Regions from separate parts of the Xenopus laevis genome. Here region 2 is linked to region 1. Evidence: chromatin contacts called from public Hi-C data. All regions are on one chromosome and are shown on one strand. The core of a region is the stretch at or near the end of the contact, and the rest is flanking DNA. Distances in the headings are between cores, read along the strand shown. Region 1 holds the start of foxp3.S (forkhead box protein P3). Region 2 overlaps sema3fl.S (semaphorin 3F like S homeolog).

Region 1 (2,812 bases), core at 10-2,509:
CAATTAAAAAGTGAAACAAAATGAAACAGTATATAACATTAAAACATTTTTCTTTCCTTATTTTAGGAACAATAAACTTGATTTAAAAACCAAACAAACTGTCATTGTGGTCTTTGTAGCTAGGGCGGTATGAGTAACCTGTCTCTCTAGTCTATATTGATTTTCCCAAGAGGAAAGGAAGAGGAGGGGGGGAGGGGGTTTTTTAATTTCTAATGTAACTGGAGAAAAAGCTACTAAAGTGGCCTATCATATCCATTTAACCATACTAGGCTTTCATCGTTAGAGCCTAGGGTAACTTCCCTAATATAGATAGCTAATATCATGCCTATAGTTCAGGCCCTTTGGGATCCTTGTATCCAATTTGAGGATCCAGAAGGCCTCTCTGAGATTTAGTCTATGGGTAATGTCGCCCCCTCTGATAGGGACCCGTACTTTCTCAATCACTTTCACCCTTAGGTCTTTCAGACCATTGGGTGTACATATCCTAAAATGTCTACCAACCGGGGTATTTTCCTCCCTATTGGAAATGCTTCTGATATGTTCCCTGATCCTCTCCTTCAGCATGCGGGATGTACGACCCACATACTGCTTATTGCAATAACCACACTCAAGTAGGTAAACTACATTTCTGGTGTTACAATTATAGAACGCAGTGTTCTTAAAAACATGCCCTGATGTATTAGATCTGAACTCGGACCCGATAGAAATTACTTGACACGTTTTACATGTGTTGGCCCCACATTTGTATGTCCCTTTAACTTTTAGCCAGTTATCAGCCACATTGGGTGAAACCGATGAGACCAAGCTCGGTGCCAGCATATTTCCTAAAGTTGGGGCCTTTTTTGGGACATATTTAATCTCCGTTTTGGCCAGAATTTCGGACATTTTTGCATCACCATTCAGTATAGGTAAGTATTTTTTGATGATCTTACAAATCTGGCCATATTCCTCACTGAATTCGGTTACAAAAAACATTTTTTGTTTATCTAGCCTGATTGATTCAACGTGGTCTTGGGTCAAACGTCTTGTGTCATTTTTCTCTCTCTTCAATACAGGTGCTACTCTGGCTTTTTCGTATGCACTTCTGATAAGGTGTTTAGGATATCCTCTATCCTCTAATCTTTGTCCCAAGTGCTGAGATTGGAGATCAAATGTAGCATCTTTCCCGGAGCCAACAGCCGTCTGAAGCAAGGTATCGTATTTAAATACCAATACGGCATAATGTGGCTGGGGGAACACGAACACTAAGTCTGTCGGCATTGACTCCACATCGATACTGATTATTTCAGAACTGTGCGGCGGCGTCCAGGGTCAATGGAGACGCCAGCCATTCAGTAATATATGCTGGGGGTCAAGGCGGACTTACTCTGGGGGTCACTTTGAGGGAACTCTGAGTTTGTTACATAATTAACGGAAGGCTGAAAAAATACATAATTAACGGAAAGCTGAAAAAATAGAACCTATTTGAAGTTTTTCTGGTTTGAATGGGAACACAGTGAATTTCTCCCTTCAAGGCCTTCCCTCATGGGTGCCCCATTGAGTTATTTTGCTTCACTAAAAGATTAATACATCACAATGTCTGTTTAATAATCTTGCACTGCCTTGATTATATACATTGTTCAAAATCTTGGAGCGCTAAACATCTAAGGGAATCATTTTCTCTCCCCTCTCCTGCTTGGGTTTTATTGGATTTTAAAACGTTATTATTTTTGTGTGTCGCCTATTTAAAAACTTTTTTCAAATTTTGAACAAATGGCGAACAACCAACCTGCTGAAGTTTTAATACCAAACAAACTGTATGCCCTTGAGAAATTGGAGGACAGGGTGTCACGTTTCAACCAGCTTGAAACAGCATTTAACAATGATGACTTTGACGAAAATGTTGATGACACTATTTCAGAAATTTATAAAAATCTAGAAAAATATATGTCACAAGAATTGCTATTGTGTTGGGACATTGTAACATTGGAGAAGTATCTGGCTTTGAATAGAATACCGAGAGGCCTAAGGATTAGGAAGTTTCCTACGTTTGCCAGAGATGATGAGGGGTTTGTGAACAAATGGAATGATATTCTGTCAAGGTGCTCCTTCGAATTGATAACACTGATTATTGACCATAAGAAGAAAGATTTAATTGACACGAGGGAGAACATAAATGAATCTCAACTCCTTCTGTCCAGTATGGAAAAACTACCAGATTTGGGGGAGCTAGATAGGAACCTAAAGGAACACCTCTCACATCTGGAACAAACGGTGAGCACACGAAAGAAGCGGAAACTGAACAGAGACCGAATAGATTACGAGAACAACATGGTATATGTATGGAAAAGACCAAAATCCATCTTAAGACCAAAAGGCTACCAGCGTGATCGTACCAAATCGGTATCCTTTTCTAGCGATTCAGGTGAAGAAACCTCCTTTTGCACTGATGACTTAACATCCCTACGACAAAATAGGCGCACACCCACTGTGGCGGATTTAGAAGAAAGAGAGCCAAAGGAAGATGTCAGGAAGCCAAAAAACTATCATGGCCAGGATCATTATACCAACCGGAAAAAACAGGAAAAAACAGATTGGAACAGAAAGAACGACAAATCAGGAAGAAGACAAGAAGAGGGGGGAAACGGTTCCGGGGAAAGACCCTACAAATTACGGACCAACCCCAAGAAGAAGGACCGAACCTCTTGAACGTTGTGAACTTATCCTCCATTACCCTGTCTCCTGCTGAGACCTCAGTACTGAGTAAAGGGCTATCTTTTGCCCCCACCCATCACTTTAACTTGTTTAACACTTTATTAGATGTGAATAAGTT
Region 2 (3,073 bases), core at 196-2,695, 120 kb after region 1:
CCTTTACACATCCATCCTGCATTAAATCCAGCATCACATCGCCATCTAGTGGCCAGAAAGAGATTTTTTTGGTTTTAATCTTCTTGACATCAGTGTCTTATTTCCAGCACCAGCTCTATGTCTCGTCAGATGTTGGGGTCACTCAACTGTCTCTTCATCGATGCGGTCGTTATGGAGATTCCTGTGCAGACTGCTGCCTCGCCCGGGACCCATATTGTGCTTGGGATGGAAAGGGCTGTGTGCGGTACACCCCTTCACCCAGCAGGTAAGTAACCCTTCATTTGGGATAGGCATCTACTGCTCCTACCAGATTGGGAGTATATGGAGCATATAGTCTACACTTCACTTGTGAGTGGGGCCTGTTTTTTTGGAGTCTGCTCAGTAGTTACTTTTTGGGGCATATTGATTAACGCTGGAGACAAACATCACCTGTGATGTTGCCCATAGCAACCAATCAGCTCTTTGCTTTTGTTTTCTAAACCTAATTGGTGGATAATTCCTACCCAACTACTAGTTCTTGTTAAATATTTTTTGCCCTAACCTGGTGCCGTGTGCGCAGAAGGAGTCGGCGACAGGACGTTAAACATGGAGACCCGCTAAGGCAATGCAGAGGATACAATACACAAGGTAATGATGATTTGGGATGATAACAGCTGCAGTTGGTCTCGCTTTGCCAGAGAGTAACACCCGTTTGTGTTCTGTCTCAAGTGGACCGAGGAATTTTAGAGCGGCTGCAGATCGGTGTTGAAGGAGGCAGCGTGTTCCTCCAGTGCGATACTCACTCTCCACTCGAGAGTGTCACTTGGTTGCTGCAGAGAGAGGACTCCCAGCATCGGAGAGAGGCAAGTGAAATATGTATTTATCCCTTTTTAGAGCCACAGCTGATGGGGAGATTTGTCGCCACAGTAAATTTAGGCTATTGCAACAAATCACCCAAAAACGCTTCTCCACCTGCAATAAAACCTACACCACTTGAAGTCACCATAAGTTTCCTTACGAGGCAACTTTGTAAAAACAGAGGGACACGTAGGTTTTCAATTATTGCCGGTGGAGAAGCGTTTCCGGGAGATCTGGCGTCCACAGTAGAGCAAATTTATTGCAGGAGACCAATCTCCCCGTGGGCCATTATCCTTACCTGCTGCAAATAATCAACCAAGTGATTTTATCTGTTCCGTTCCAGGTGCGACTGACGAGCATCGATGGAGGTGCAGTGCTACGCTCTGTACATGCCAGCGACGCAGGGGTCTATACCTGCACGGGCACGGAGAATGGTTTCCGGCGGTCACGTGGCAAAATACGGCTCAATGTTTTGCCTCGGGACTTACTAGAAAAGCTAACAGCGGTGCCAACCCTTGCTCCAATGCCAGCACAGTGCCTGCCCCCACGCAGACCAAGACCACGGCCATCTCAGACAGAGCGTAACTGACAGTGTGGTGCCTGGCAAACAAAACAAAGAGGGCTGGTCAGTGGCGATTCCAGGCCCCCTCTCAGTCATCACTCAAGGGACTCCATAGTACAGGAGAATGTGGGTGAGGTGACACCCAAGCTCAATAGCAGTTGGGCTGGCACAGAAGTGGTTCAAGCAGCAGCAGCGCCACCATGTGTTGAGGTGATAGTATTAGTAAGACATTCCAGAGAACTGTATGCGTGTGTAGAGAGGGATGCAGTGTGATCTGTTTCATATTAATTTATAACTTGCTGGATACCGGACTCAAGCAGCAGTGGCATCTCCCACAATCCCCCTTTCATTTGTGCTTTGTGCTACCGGACTGCTTCTCCACAGCTGCCACTGCCAAGGGGGGGGCGGGGGGGTTTCCTATTCCAACCAGAGGGACACGGAATCTGCCCGGTTACTGAATGAATAATTAGCACACGTAACTTTTTAACTCATTCTAATTAAGAAATGAAGTCTATTTTGTATCCGTGTTCTGCGTGTGGTTTCCTGGGGCTTGGCCAAGCAAAGAGCCAGGTGCAGGTAGGAACACCTTTACTTTGCAGTTGGCCGACTCAACCAATAGCAGCACACAAAACAGGTATTGCATCTACTGCCTGTTTTCTTACTCCAAACCAGCTTGTAGATCAGTTTTTTGTGTAAAGTGACAGTTTGGTGTTAGGGCAGGATCTGCTCAGTGGTGCAAACTCTTTCCCCAGAGGCACACGCACAGGTGCTGCATTTACTTCTCCTACAGGCTAGACAATGTGGATCATTAGGTGATGGGTATTGACTGCTGTTATATGGGAAGGACCAATATGGCAGCAACAAAAACTATGGGGTAGTTTCCTTGCACTGTTCTGCCTAGTACACTGATAAGAATCTTGGTGCATATTAAACCAGGTACTGATCAGATGCACAGGGACATTAGGCAGGAGTGGAATGCTTTATTCCTTTATACAGAAGCTGCCATGTTTGTTGGCTGTTGCAAACGGCATCAGTAAAGATCAGGAAAACATGGCAGCTCCCAATTGTAGCCTGCAGCAATACAGATGCCCACGGCTGGACAAACTGGCACCTCAGTGTCACACTACAATGGAAAAACAAGAGAGGCACTTTCAAAAAACCTCTACGTTTATTTCTACCTGTCAGAAAAAAGAACCCTCCAGCTCGGAGTTAATGACATTTTTTGTACATTTTTTTTAAAAAAACCTTTTTTTTTAAACAAAGTGTTCCGAACAAAGTGAACATGTGACTTGGGTTGGGGTGCGGAGAACCTGAATAAGGGGAGACAGAGGGAAGGGCTGGGGCAATTCGTGAGAGTCCGATAATGAGAAGGGAATAAATAAACTAAACATGTCCCACCATAACCATTGCTACCCCCATAACCTCGTCTTCACTCGCTATGGCACTGGGGGATGCCCAAATGCTGGTACTGGACACCTAGTAAATAAAAGTGTGCGTTCCCAGTTCTGTGTCTGGAGGTAGCGAAAATGTCCCCCTGTATCCCCTCTACAGGCAACTCGCTCATGGTGCAGGGTCTTCCTTCGCTGGGAATTATTTGCTTGATGATACACTTGGAGGAGAAGCAAAGTCTTTCCCCTCGCTCACCCAGAATCCTTCAATCCATAAAAGAGCAGC

Evidence for each region. Hi-C and Micro-C count contacts between places; a contact is called where the count stands out from the background.
Region 2: a Hi-C map of the XTC cell line shows a contact between it and region 1, with 3 times the contacts expected there. The contact joins the enhancer-like site here to the promoter of foxp3.S in region 1.

What each region holds. Positions count from the first base shown.
Region 1 is chr8S:34,670,241-34,673,052 of Xenopus_laevis_v10.1, forward strand. It overlaps foxp3.S (forkhead box protein P3), which reads right to left and starts at 1,260. Exons shown (of 5, transcript XM_041574667.1): 1 at 1,063-1,260. The coding sequence starts at 1,260.
Region 2 is chr8S:34,791,361-34,794,433 of Xenopus_laevis_v10.1, forward strand. sema3fl.S (semaphorin 3F like S homeolog) reads left to right here. Exons shown (of 18, transcript NM_001086479.1): 15 at 108-265; 16 at 560-627; 17 at 709-842; 18 at 1,181-1,920. The coding sequence ends at 1,426. It overlaps kdm5c.S (lysine-specific demethylase 5C), which reads right to left. Exons shown (of 27, transcript XM_018232730.2): 27 at 2,549-3,073. Among protein-coding and RNA genes, the nearest start is that of kdm5c.S, 27 kb to the right of the region's middle. Within about 2 kb of position 1,446, at least 1 of the 7 cell types and tissues checked has an H3K27ac peak or open chromatin away from gene starts, as enhancers often do.